Regions from separate parts of the Sus scrofa genome. Here all the other regions are linked to region 3. Evidence: chromatin contacts called from public Hi-C data. All regions are on one chromosome and are shown on one strand. Each heading gives the region's core, a stretch centred on a gene start, on an enhancer-like site or on the middle of the called end of the contact. The rest is flanking DNA. Distances are from core to core; before and after follow the strand shown.

The links. A called contact is a pair of places that touch in the nucleus more often than the background predicts.
Region 1: a Hi-C map of liver shows a contact between it and region 3, with 2.4 times the contacts expected there. The contact joins two enhancer-like sites. A contact is called at or near these places in 2 of 47 Hi-C or Micro-C datasets (liver and skeletal muscle).
Region 2: a Hi-C map of liver shows a contact between it and region 3, with 9 times the contacts expected there. The contact joins two enhancer-like sites. A contact is called at or near these places in 3 of 47 Hi-C or Micro-C datasets (liver and skeletal muscle).

What each region holds. Positions count from the first base shown.
Region 1 is chr6:33,366,823-33,371,502 of Sscrofa11.1, reverse strand. No RefSeq gene overlaps it. Among named protein-coding and RNA genes, the nearest start is that of SALL1, 360 kb to the left of the region's middle. Within about 2 kb of position 2,277, at least 6 of the 83 cell types and tissues checked have an H3K27ac peak or open chromatin away from gene starts, as enhancers often do. A contact at or near this core is called in liver, where this site is marked.
Region 2 is chr6:33,341,372-33,345,765 of Sscrofa11.1, reverse strand. No RefSeq gene overlaps it. Among named protein-coding and RNA genes, the nearest start is that of SALL1, 390 kb to the left of the region's middle. Within about 2 kb of position 2,760, at least 1 of the 83 cell types and tissues checked has an H3K27ac peak or open chromatin away from gene starts, as enhancers often do. A contact at or near this core is called in liver, where this site is marked.
Region 3 is chr6:33,762,912-33,767,588 of Sscrofa11.1, reverse strand. No RefSeq gene overlaps it. Among named protein-coding and RNA genes, the nearest start is that of SALL1, 34 kb to the right of the region's middle. Within about 2 kb of position 2,193, at least 10 of the 83 cell types and tissues checked have an H3K27ac peak or open chromatin away from gene starts, as enhancers often do. A contact at or near this core is called in liver, where this site is marked.

The DNA.
Region 1 (4,680 bases), core at 1,028-3,527, 400 kb after region 3:
CATTGATGGAAGTCCCCTCGTCTCAGTAGGGAGGCTGTGGTTAAACCCTTCAGGAAAATCTATAGATTATAATTCTAAATTACATAAAGAAAAACAGGCCTATCTGAGATTGTTCCACTAGGATAGATTCTCAGCTTTTTCAGTAGAATACACTTCTCTTGTCTCTTAGCTCCATCAATCCAGGCATCTATTTCTCTTTCTAACCAATTAAATCCTCCGCTTCCTCCAACACATTCCTTATTGGCAGAAACCCACGAAGTCAGCGGTAAAAAGTAAGGATCACCTCCAGTCTCCATTCCACTAGGTTGGTCATGGCAGCCTGGAGACCCGGACGGAAGCTCCTGGGCCTGTGTGTGGACTCAGGGAGGAGCGATCGGATTGCTTAGCTGTGTCTAGTCCACAAAGACCCAGGAGAGGGGTGGTGACAGTCCTGCCAGACGGCTTTCCATACCCAAGGCTGTCGGCTGAGTTTCTTAACTGCTGTGCATGCTCCTTATAAACACTCTCCTTGAAAGCAGAGTTTAAGATTATTTTTATCAAATCATATATTTTAAGTTCACTAAGGACAGCCTTAGACCTGCTCTGTCCTAGCATTTTGCCCTTTACCACTATCATTGCAACATCTCCCCCCCAGCTCTCTATTACCATTTGAACCCATTTTTTTTTTTTATATTCCCTAAAACAGACTGCTGAGCTTAAAGAATTACAGTATTTGGTCCAAATAACCCAGGAAGAAGCCACATGCATTTATGTGTTATAAAAACAGAGGTTCCTAGAATAGCATGCTCAGAAATTAGGGATGGCAGACATCTAACAGGTCATGGGTGGCCCTGTACAATTTAGTTAAATGCCTGGTATTTTTACAGAATTTCTTCTAACATTTCCTATTTTACTATTTCAGTCACATCTATTAGGAAACTGCATTTGCATCTTCTATGCAGACATTTAGAAGGCCACTGCGTCACTGAGCTGAAGCTGGCTCCTTGCCTTGACTTTAGTTCTCAGAACATTTTCTAAAGCATCACCAACTTATTCCTCTTGAAAAGCAACAATAACACTTTTTTTTTTGTTTGTTTTTGTCTTTTGTCTCTTTAGGGCTGCACCTGCGGCATATGAAGGTTCCTAGGCTAGGGGTCCAATTGGAGCTACAGCTGCCGGCCTACACCACAGTCACAGCAACACAGGACCCAAGCCGTGTGTTTTTGACCTACACCACAGCTCATGGCAACGCCAGATCCTTAACCCACTGAGAGAGGCCAGGGATGGAACTTGCATCCTCATGAATACTAGTCGGGTTCGTTAACCACTGAGCCATGATGGGAGCACCAGCAACAATAACACTTAATGTAAATATTTGCCCAGAAGGTGGTTTACTGAAGCAGTTTACAACACATAAAAAAGATAGAAGCCATCTGAATGTCTTAAAAAAAAAAAAAGATTGATAAAATAAGCTTTTGTATATCTTTTGACCCAATAGGAGGCCACCATTAAAAATGATGTAGATGCAAATTTATCAATTGCAAGTAATGGCCACAATAAGGACTCAAAGATGACAAAAGTAGATGACAAAATAGTATGTATTCTTGCCCTGATTTTTGTTAGAAATGATTCGTTTGTTGGCTTTTCAAGTTCGCAGTGTCACGACAGTGAACAGTAGCTAATGCTGAGATGATGGATGCTTTGGGTTTTTCTTTTTCTATTATCTACACGTCCGAATTTGTTTATACGACATGTAGTGCTTTTTATTAACAGGAAAAAAAATCTTTTGAACAGGGAAAAAAACCCTTCGTCTCTTTTTTCTTTAATTTTAATGCCTGGTTAAGAGGGGTCAATCCCCGTGAGTTCATTGAGAGACAGCCACTGAGATAGGAACTTTACAAATCAATATTTACCTTCCTGCTCACCTCAGCATGTGTTAATTGATTACCCCTCTGAAGAATTTTCTGGAGTTGAATTGCAAAGGCCCCTGTGGGGGGTCTTGCCTGCATCAGCAAAGGTGTTTTCTAGTTTTGTTAATTCTGCCAGATACATATTCTGACTCTCTCAAGCCCTGGCGGGTTTGTATCCCATTGAAGTAACTGACATCCAGGTGCACACCAGGTAAATAACTGTCCCCAAAGCGCCCCAAAAGGCAGGGTTGCAGTCCTCAGGCTGCCTGCAAACCCAATCCCTCACTCCAAGGATAAAGGAGACAGCTTCCCCTATAAAGTTACCCTATGGGACTGCAAGATTGCTCCTCTGTTCCCCTAAGCTTTGTTTATATCCCTTCAAACAAAGGCACAGAAAGCCACCCTGGCAGAAAGGTGTGTCCAGCAGTGAGTGTTTCTCCCGAAGCTCTGTGCTGGGTGTAAGGTAACTCTTTCCCCTGCCCTCACCCCCTCTTTTTAAAACCCAACTGATTACAAGTGTTGTTAAAGGTTACTGAACTAGAAAAACAAACCGCGCCATGGTTGGTGCATGGCTAATTACAGACGGGACTGCGTTGAAAACAATTGTTCTGGTACCTCTACATTTCTCTGAGCCTCCAACAGGAAGTGGGCTGTTTCTCTTTGGCCACTCTTAAGAAAGGATTACTGACAATCTAGAAACTGCTATCAGCTTTCTTTTCTATCCCGATCTAATACGAAACCATTTCTCCAGTATCGGCTTTCCCAACAAAAGTCTTTAGCGGCTGACATTGCATCATAACAACTGACTCAACAGATTGGAGCCCGAGGTACCTGCTCTCTCCTGATCATATTCCAGCGAAGGATATTGTCTGGGGCTGGTTGCGAGAGGAGGATGGAAGAAGGAGACCAGGGCTGTGCAGCATGGCCCCCACTCAGAGCAGAGCTTATAAGTTAGCACCTTGATTCTTCTCCTTGTCATTGTCCCTTGTGTGTTTCATGGTGACGCCACTTCGTGGGCTCTGCCTCATTGGGTCTGCTGCCATCTTCTGAAGTTTAAAATGAATGGGTTGAAGAAATCAAGCTGGTTTGACATAATTCATGGTGTGCCCCCCCCTCCCGTGAGAGGAATCAGAAGTTATCTGTATTTTGTAACCGCTCTGAGGAAGCTCCGTTACCAAGAACAGCAGAACCACCCCTCACCTGCTTGGTGTCGCCCCGCCATATTTCACTTGTCCATGGACCCCCCAAGCTTTGAAAGTACCAGCTCACCCTTTCCGCAGCCGTCCTCAACCTCAGATGATTGTTAAAAGAGGACCAAAAAGAAAACGAAAGCCCCCTAGTCCTCCCACTAACCCTGGAGGTGACATGGAAAATGCGGGAACACCTGGCCTTGGGCTTGCTGCGCATTTGCTGTGGAAACAATCTGTTCGGATTTAACGAGAAATGACGTCATCAAGCCTTTGTGGCCATCCCTTTCAGCCGCTTGATCCCAGGGGTCGGACTTTCTCAGATCAGAATACAACTTCAGGTCTGACAAAGGACATTTTCTACACACCAGGAAATCGAGCTTACGGAGATAAAAATCGTCCCCAGAATAAGGCTGCTGACCACTGCAGCAGGGCCATCTGGTCATCGTGCCAAGCCCCCATACTTTCGGAACACCCCATTCTTGCCAAAGGGCCAACGCGCTATAAAATGCTTTAAAAACATTGTATTTTAACAATGCTGAGCAGCCAAAACGGTTTGCTTTTAATGGCCATCTGTAGAAAGTCTCTTTTTATTTAGGAAAAACTATTTTAAATTAAATATCATAAGCCCACGAGCCATAGCAAACAATATTTTGGACCATATGCTCTGAATTAATATGCCAAACATTGCAACCTCTATTTTCTTCGTAGAAAGGGGGCCCGCCCTGACGTGGGGATGGGGGAGCCCAGAGGGAGAGAGAGGAGGAATTTTCAATAAGGCCACGGAGGAGAAGATGATGGCAAGGAACCAGAGCCAGGCTTCGCCAGAGTCATCTCTCTGCTGAATTATCTCAATACAGATTCACTTCCTTTTTAAAAAAGAAATTCCCTTTGGTCCATTTTTCTTCCTTGTCTGGAAACTTCATACCCGGGACTTCTAGCACTGTTGGCCACGCTTTCAATGACTTGGGAAAGTTGTGTAATTCTTTTCATCTGTTGCTGGCCTCCTTCCTGGGTGATAGGGTTTGGAAATGAGTTCCTTTCATCAGGTGCTGCGCAGAAATGGAAACTTGGAGACTGAAGTCTTCCTGTGGGTGACACTGCCCCCAGGGAATGTCCTTCCTGCCCTCCTCCAGTTCCTTCGGCAGCTCAGGGCAGCCAGGCTACCTTGGGAGGCTGAGCCCCATGGCCACCAAGAATTCAGTGAGCAGGAGTTCCCGCTGGGGTTCAGTGGGTTAAGAACCTGCCAGAGTGTCCATAAGGATGTGGGTTGGATCCCTGGCCTCTCTCAGTGGTCTAAGGATTTGGTGCTACTGCAAGCTACAGTGTAGGCCAGATGTGGTTCAGACCCGGTGTTGCTGTGCCTGTGGCGTCGGCCGGCAGCTGCAGCTTCAATTCAACCTCTAGCTTGGGAATATCCATATGCTGTAAAAGAATGGCCCTTAAAAAAAAAAAAAAAAGAAAAGAAAAGAAAAAAAGGACTCAGAGTGCTGTTGGCACTTGTAGGGGACTAAAGAGGATTCATTTAGGAGGGGGAATGCTGCCTTTTGTCTTTGCAAAGGGAGCATAGGATAGTTTGGGAACTGGTTTCATGGGGGTTACAG
Region 2 (4,394 bases), core at 1,511-4,010, 420 kb after region 3:
CGAACCTGCAACCTCATGGTTCCTAGTCAGATTCGTCAACCACTGAGCCACGATGGGAACTCCTCACTTCACTTTTCTAGGCTTCGATATTATCATCTGTAAACTAGGAGTGTGGCGAGGATTCAACAATAAACATCAATTTTCTAGTGTGATGCCTGGCATATAAGTATTACTATTTTCACAATGCTGAGGGGGAAGACTTTTTCTGTTCTCTGCTTGTAAAATTAGACATTAAAAAATTGTTTTGTTTTGTCTTAATTTTTGGAATAATGAGAAGAAAGACATGGCTTCTTATGGAAAATCTGGCAACCACAGGCTGGTATAAAGAAAAAAACAGGGTGAAAAATTTCCTTCTGGTATTTTTCTATACATATATTTTTTTTCACATATAGGAAATATACTGTTCACTCAACTTCATTTTCTAGATTTTTTAAAAACAAATTTTAAAGATATTTGAGGTCAAATGTATAAATATTTCCCATTGTCAATGGTGTGCTGGTAAACCAAGTGTCAACAAAATAAAGAATAAAAAATAAATAAATGCCCCAATTTGTAGCATTTTCCAATTAATATAGTATAACTAGCCTTAATACAGAGAATATTAAGATACCACCAGTCTAATAACCAGCTATTAAAATTCTGAATATTTATCAAATTCGGCATGACCATAATATTACTGATTGTGGTATATATACTTTCTCTATATATTCAATATGAAGTGAAACCTTAAGAGTGTTTCTTCTAGTAGCTAACTTTTCATTTTAGTACCATGCTTTGAAAAATATTTTTATTATATTTTAAATGCCATTGATAGGGTTTGGGACTTTTAAGATATACTACATGCTTATTTTTATTGGGATATGTTTCTAGACTTCCTATTCTATTTTTTATTCATCTGTTTCTCTTGAAATCCCAGACTGTCTAAATTATTTTGGCTTTATAGTCTACTAAGTTCTTTGAGGATAGTGATTATATAGTTTTTTATCAATGTCACCCGTAGCTCAAAAGAGATTCCTTAGATGTAGTAGGCTCTCAGAAGATAGGCAAATAGGTGTTTTTGTTGGTATGTCTTACTTCCTGGCAAGATAAGTCCTGCAAGGACACTCAGTGTTCTAAGGCATATAAGCGATTGCTGGACTCAGATACTTAGTAAGAATTGTCTAGAATTTTAGCCTTAAAAGAAGACTTCAGACACATGTATCTGTCATCTATTGCTATGTAACAAGATCCTCTAAAACTTCGAGGCTTGAAATGAGGATCTGTTAATTCCCATTGCTTGGGCTCACTCATGAAGCTGAAGAATCAGTGTGGGGTGGGCTCAACCGGGAAAGCTATGAGTTGGGTCATTCTATGTGGTCTTTTATCGTCAGTGAGGCTGGACCTGGCTGTCTCACATGGTGGGAGCCACATTTCAAGAGGGCAAATCCTAATAGCTGTGATAGCTTATCGAGCATCTGCTTGAAGCATATTTGCCGATGTCCCAGTGGCTAAAGAAAAGTCACATGGCCGAACGCAGTGTTCACGTGAGAGGAAGCTACATAAGGATGTGGATACCAGAAAATGTGATTCATTGGTTCATTCATTCATGGGGGCCTTAGCTTATGAATCTGCGAAATAGATTCTTTTTCTGATCCAAGCGAGTTGCGTGGTTGGCCTCCATGTAAACGGAAAAAGTATCCAGTGGGCTATTCACAAATGTTATTTTTTTAAGGTAAATTAATACTTATGTTCTTGCCTTATATTATTTTATGTATATGTGCTATTTACACACCAGTTCCAAAAGGACTAGAGGATGCTTGCAATAAAAAGTAGATATAAGATTAAGCGTTAGAACTCTTCAAAAGTCTTAAAGGCTAACTTTGCCGAATCGAATACTCAATTTAATGTTGAGCTTCCTAGGAATCAAGGCAGAAATGGAGAAACATGATGGATCAATTGCTCTTTATTACTTACTGAGAGAAAGCACATTGTTTTTAGGAGTGATCACCTTTCTCTTGTCTCTAAATACACAGAGCATCCTAGAGAAAGAGGTGTTCCACAGAGCATTACTGAGAGTGGAGAAGCCTTCTCCCAACATCCTGGGACAGAAACCAAGGCACTAATGTGAGATTCACTGAACAGGTCTCTGACGTGGGACACACCATAGGATGAATGAATGCCGGTGTGTTGACATAGCCTACGTAGAGAACGTGGAATACTTCAGATTATCAATGCAACCTTCGACTACAGAGACACCATCAGAGATCCCTGGGCCACACATTTCAACTGTGGAGCCCCAATCCTTCCTGTTCATTCACTCTAGAACAGTCCTCCAAAACATTTCATAGCTTTTCTCTGCCTCTGCTGATTCAGGTCTCTCCACAAACGCTCTCTCATCAGAATTCTTCCCTGACCACACCGTCAAAATCAGTGTCTCTTCCCAACCCGCTTTCCTGAAGATACGGCCTCCCTTTCACTCACCCGGCTTTACGTTTCCTTGCCTTGGGTTGTCATCCTACTTGGCAGCCACCACTGCCACTGAATATTGCATGACTACAAATATTACTGCACAGGATCCCAGGATGACTTTTCTCTGGGTAGAGACTTAATGTCAATTTTGTTGGACGCTGGTTGATGATTTTCAGGAAGGCACTAGATGCATGAAATTCAAAACAAGGTAAAAGTGAGTCCACAGCTCTTTTGCACAGAGCAGCTGCTGCCTGTGTAGACTGGGTCTGTTTGAGGGTAGGCGTAAGCAGTGAGGGAGATATTAGAGGAGCTGTGTTTCAACTGGATCAACGTGGATCCATTCCAAGCTCTGTCACTCACTCGCTGTGTGACTTCTGGTAACTTTGGCCCCACGTTTATTCAAAGGTGAGCCAGGGATGATGATCTTGCTTGTTCCCAACGTGGTTGCCACGATTTAGTAACAACCTCAACAGTGTTTAGCACAGACGGACCCACACTGTGCATTTTCTCTTTCTTGCCACATATATACAGAAGAGGCGAGCGTTGACGAAGGCTGTTTTTTTTCTGAAGGCAATTTATTGGACTATCCCAGGGATGTTTATTTTCTTAACTAGAGGTCACAGGACTTGAAGACCACTAATGAAGGAGATGGTAGCTGGGGGAGCCGAGGAGTTTCCCCATTTCTTCCAAGTCTCTTCTTAGACTGAAAAAAAAAAAAGTCCCCTGTAAATTTTATGACTGCAGTGTCAAAAGTCTTCTATCCAAATCGCAGTAAATATTCTAATGAAGTCTGGAAAGAAAGCCATTTGTAATGGCTTGGGGCAGAGTATTAAGATAGCCTGTTTCTCGTTAGTCAGTCATTAGAGAGATCTAACATGCATGGGAAATGGTTTCCTGTTGTAAGTGCTTTAAAACCAAGTTTTAGGAAACCCCATTTCCTGCCGGCTCATTTGGAGACAGCAATGTGCCAACTGGTCAGACTTTTTAGCTGGTCAAATGGTGGCCTCCTTGGCTGCAATTGAGTTCAGATGCAGCAGCCTCAGAGTGGGCTTCGCTGCTCGGGGGTCCTGGCAAGAAGTAGGCAGGTCCATGGCGTAAGGACATCTGGACTGGGCACCGCTGGGGGCATTTTGCCTCCTATTTTAAGTGTTTTGATTCACGGCATGAATCAAATGCAGGAAGAGGAACTTCTAGCCTGGGCCTGGACACGGAGGTCTAGATCCTGCTGACGGAGCTGACGGGAAAATGGTGGATGTTTCTCTCTGGTTTGGGAGGGTTTGGACGGCCGATGGGAGAGCGCATTCTTTTAACTACTGTGCTGTGTATTAAAACGGAATTTTCTGAAATGAGGAAGTCCCAGAGACGTCCATTAGGATGCAGATGCGAGTATTTGCTAATCAAATCCATTTGCTTCTTTTTATGTGTGAGATGAGGGTCACTACTGTACGTGGAAGCCAGAAACTGATGGATGCGGGAAGACCACACAGGTCCTCACCTCCAGGAGACGCCTTCTGTAACAACTGCCCAAATCGACAAGGGAAACCCTCATTGCTGCTTAATCCATCATTGCTGCTTCACCCAGGAGAGGTCCCCAAGTATACCCACCTCTAGGTATACCCTGCTGTTCTAAGCGGGCACAGACAGCACAAATATATGCACTTTCTTAACCAACTGTCAGAAGGATGCAGTGAGAAAGTACTTTTACTGTCCCTATGATAACTTTCTTGACTCCTTGCTTCCTCCATACTCTTGCTATAGCCTCACTGGGGGCAGAATTTACCCCTTGACTTGAGGTGTGGCCACATCCTTGTTTGGGCCAATGATAGACAGTTGGAAGCGCCAGTCTGAGCCCAGGTCTTGAGAAGTCACACATGTTTCCTCCGGCCCTGTTGACACTCCCACCATCATTCTAGAAAGAACCAGCTAGTCTGTTGGTCCCAGAAAGA
Region 3 (4,677 bases), core at 944-3,443:
GCATCATTTACCTTGGCTGCATCATTTACCTTTTGTAGGTTTCCGTTTCCTTTCGTGTCAGGCAAAATTATTCAGGGACTAAAAATGCTAGAATTGCGTTACTGACAAGGAAGCTCCCTTTGTCTCCACAGAGACTCCAACTCACAGATCCGATGGTCCATGGGAGAGTAAAAAAGTGTCACCCACAACTGGCACCTAAGATTCCTTAGGTGCCAATTCCTATACTTGCATTTGGAATTAAAGTTAGGAGTTCCCCTTGTGGCTCAGTGGGTTAAGAACCCAACTACTATCCATGAAGATGTGGGTTCGACCCCTGGCCTCGCTCAGTGGGTGAAGGATCCAGTGTTGCAGTGGCTGTGGTATATAGGCTGGCAGCTGCTCCATTGGTCCCCCAGCCTGGGAACTTCCATATGCTGCAGGAGCGGCCCTAAAAAGGAAAAAAAAAAAAGTCATTTTGAACCAAGACAGGATAACTTATGCTGCAACTATGTGAACCTCCTAATTCTTGAGGGCAATGCTGATGTCACATTCACCAGGCATCACCGTGGCATCTGGCAGGCAGAGAGATACTGCCTAAGTATTTGTGCAAAGATGAAATTGATTGAAATAATAATCAAAGAGTTCCTGGCTCAGTGGTTAACGAATCCGACTAGGAACCATGAGGTTGCGGGTTCAATCCCTGGCCTCGCTCAGTGGGTTAAGGATCCGGTGTTGCCGTGAGCTGTGGTGTAGGTCACAGATGCGGCTCGGATCCCGAGTTGCTGTGGCTCTGGCGTAGGCTGGCAGTTACAGCTCCGATTAGACCCTTAGCCTGGGAACCTCCATATGCCGCGGGTGCAGCCCTAGAAAAGGCAAAAAGACCAAAAAAAAAAGAAAGAAAAGAAATAATAAATCAAGATCCCATCTCTTGGCTTTTCCCTGAGTTGGAGTCATTCTTTGGAGGCATTCTGTGGTAGGAAGTATGTTTGTCCATATTTTGAAGTTTTTTCCTTTCAACTTGCCGTTCTTACCACCTGCACCCTGTGGAGCCATTGCAGCCCCAATGATTGGAATCTTGGATTCAGTTAAATATGAGCAAATCACATTTGTCACACTGCCTAAGTGTACAGCAGTCTCCAGACTGTATGCAAGTGTGGGTGAGCGTGCATGTGTGTGCGCGTGTTCTGTGCTGCCGCCTGCATGTTTGGGTGCATTCGTATCTGCAGATGTGTATCTCTTGCTAGTGAGGAGGGCGCCTGCCTTTCTACAGCCCTGCAACTCTTGAGAGCATTGCCTGTATCATTTTCAGCAGCTGAATCAATATTTTAATGGAAAATTAGAAAGAAAACGAGCATTTGGAAACCAAAGGTTGCCGACCGAGAGCAGAAAAAGAAAAAAGACTGCCCATCACCTAAAAGAGAGAGATCTAGGAATTGACTTCCCATCCATCTCTTTTATTCTGGTACTTCTTTGATAGCCAGCATCCTCTCTTGCAGCCCCTGATTGCTTATTTTAAATTGTCTTGCAGTTCTGAGCTTCCATCTTCCCGGTCCTGCCCCCCCCCCGCCCCCCTTCTCCTGGGCCTCCCAAATGATACACTGTGTCATTAGCCGTAGAGAGCCCAGAGAGGCTTCATGTCTACAGCCAACCCTGGGGAGAGCAGATGAGGAGAGGGCGATGTCTTCCTCCTGGAAGAGGATCTGACAGGCAAGCACAGATCCCCTGATGGCTCACCGCAGGTCTGAGGCTCTGCAGAGAAGCCACATAAAATTCTGCAGAAGGTTAAGTCTGCCAACAAGTGCAGCAAGCGGTAGGGATCCAGGTCAGAGGCACAAACATCGATCCTGAGGCGTGAATCACTGACCTCCGCCCACACTCACTGCTCTAAATTCTGAGTCTGCACTCACGAAAGATCGCATTTCCATCATCACAGCTCAGAAAGCGAAGCCGCATGCCATTGTTTTCCATCTCTTACTGGGCACCTCCTAGGGAAGGGTCTTCATTTCATCTTTCGATATCCGAAACACAATGCCAAACCTTCCCAAGTTCAACTCCCCTTCCATTCACCATGAACCCCAGAAAGAATGTGGGTAGAAGAAAAAGAGTGGCCAACATTCCTTTGTTCTGAATTGAACCCATGGTATTTGGATCATCCTCCAGGATGTGTCATAACATATTGTCTCTCTAACAATTGTCTCTGCGAAGGTCGGGTAAAGTCCCAAAGATGGAAAGCTGGGATAAAAGGGACACGCGCATTTCTCAACAGAGGAGAAGGGGGTTGGCGTTGATGTTTCGGCTTACGACACATGGAATTCCCCAATGAGTTTTCACTGATTGCAAAACAGGACAGGAGGAAAACCTCCATTCCAGAAAAGGCGCAGAGATAGAGGATCCGAAATATGTGACTTGAACTAAATGCCCATCAAAACCCCTTTTGGAATTCTGAAACTCTCTTTCAATATCAACCCAATCACTTCTCTGCTGAGCCGGATAACAGCCTGGACTGTACCCTCTCCCAGCCTCAGTGTCTCCATGGAAGTATGCATCCCAGTGAAGATAAACTTTTAGGGCTCACCTTAAGAACATCTTAAGAAATATATAATTACTCATTTCACATCCCTTTGTCCTTTACAATGTCCAACTAAAATAAAAACGTTGGAAGTTAAATATCAGTCATTCCAGATGCTAGCAACTCGGGTTCTTATTGCTCTAACAAAATTCCAGGGCAAAGTCCTGTACTTTTATGGTAGAATGCTAATTTGAATTTTAAGTGGTCGTTGAATATTAACCCTGACACTGGCCTGGACAGTGTTTCTCAACCTCAGCACTATCGACCTCCTGGCTGGATCATTCTTTTTGTTGTGGGGACTGTCCTGTGAGCTGTAGGATGTTTAGCAGCAACCCTGGCCTCTCCCCACCAGGTGCCAATAGCACACACACCGGCCACCTCTGTGGCAACAAACAAAAATGTCTCCTGAGGGCAAAAATCGCCCCCAGTTGGGAACTGCCATTGTCATCAAGGGGAACATTCATTCATTAGATATTTCTTTTCCACTTCAAAGAGCGCTCGCCCAAAGTTAGAGTGCATTCTGGACAAGGGAATGAAAAAAAAAGAAATTATGTATTTCCATCCATTTAATGGACTATTAAACAGCCATTAAAATATGGTATTTTAAGGTTTTTTGTTTTGTTTTGTTTTGACCATGCCCGTGGCATGTGGAAGTTCTCAGGCCAGGGATCGAACCCATACCACCGTGGTGACCCAAGCCCCTGCAATGACAACACTGGATCCTTAGCCCATGGCACCACAAGTGAACTCCTAAAAGATGTCTTTGAAGACATTTTTTAGGCGTGAGGATATGCTCATCTTACAACGTTTAATAATAAAAGAGCATGGAGTTCCCGTCGTGGCGCATTGGAAACGAATCCAATTAGGAACCGCAAGGTTTCGGGTTTGATCCCTGGCTTCACTCAGTGGATTAAGGATCCGGCGTTGCTGTGAGCTGTGGTGTAGGTTGCAGACATGGCTCAGATCCTGCGTTGCTGTGGCTGTGGTGTAGGCCGGTGGCTACAGCTCGGATTCAACCCCTAGCCTGGGAACCTCCGTATGCCTCGGGTGCGGCCCTCAAAAGACAAAAGACAAAAAAAAATTTTTTTTTAATAAAATAAAAAAGCAAACCATGACCATATTATGGCCATGTGTATATTTTATAAGACACATGCATTTTTAAATATTGAAAATGTTCTAAAGGGCAAACACCCTTAGAAATACCTTAAAATAATGAAAACCATGGTTATCTGTGGGTGATAGAATAATGCAGCATATCTTTCCTTATTTAAATTTTTCCTTTTTTGCAAACTGTCTACCATGACCATGTATTTTTATAATTTTATTTTTTTTTGTATTTTTATAATTTTAAAGCAGACACAGAAAAAGGAAAAGGAGTCTTGCATTATACAGCATGTTCATGATATCTGAACAAAAAGCTGCAAACAGGCTGCCATCCTCTATTCCTAATTTAATTTTCTTTATACACCCTGAAGGAAGTATAGCAATTCCTTTCCTACTCATCTGATACTTTTGCTCATAAAACCTTCACATCGGCTTCACTCTGCAGAGCTTCTAAGGCCAGAATTCATGACATGGTTTATTTTGTTTTACACCTTGCTTCTCAACCTGGATATACTCCTTCATTCATTCAATCATTCATTCCATACCCTGGCACTGAAATGGGTAGAATTCAGTGGGAGACAGGGCAGGCTGAGTCCCTGCTTTCATGGAAGATGCACAATAAATCAATAAACATATACATGGACAAGATAATTCCAGACAGTGATACGAGCTGTGATGGTAATAAAACATAGCGATGTGTCCAAGAGAGAGGATGTGAGGGAGTTCCCGTGGTAGTGCAGTGGTAATGAAGCTGACCAGTATCCATGAGGATGCGGGTTCAATCCCTGGCCTTGCTCCGTGGGTGGGGGATCCCGTGTTGTGGTGAGCTGTGGTATAGCTGGCAGACGTCGCTCGGATCCGGGGTGGCTGTGGCTGTGGTCAGTGGCTACAGCTCCTATCCCACCCCTAGCCTGGGAACTTCCATATGCTGTGGGTGCAGCCGGAAAGAAAGAAAGAAAGAAAGAAAGAAGGAAGGAAGGAAGGAAGGAAGGAAGGGAAGAAAGAAAGAAAGAAAGAAAGAAAGA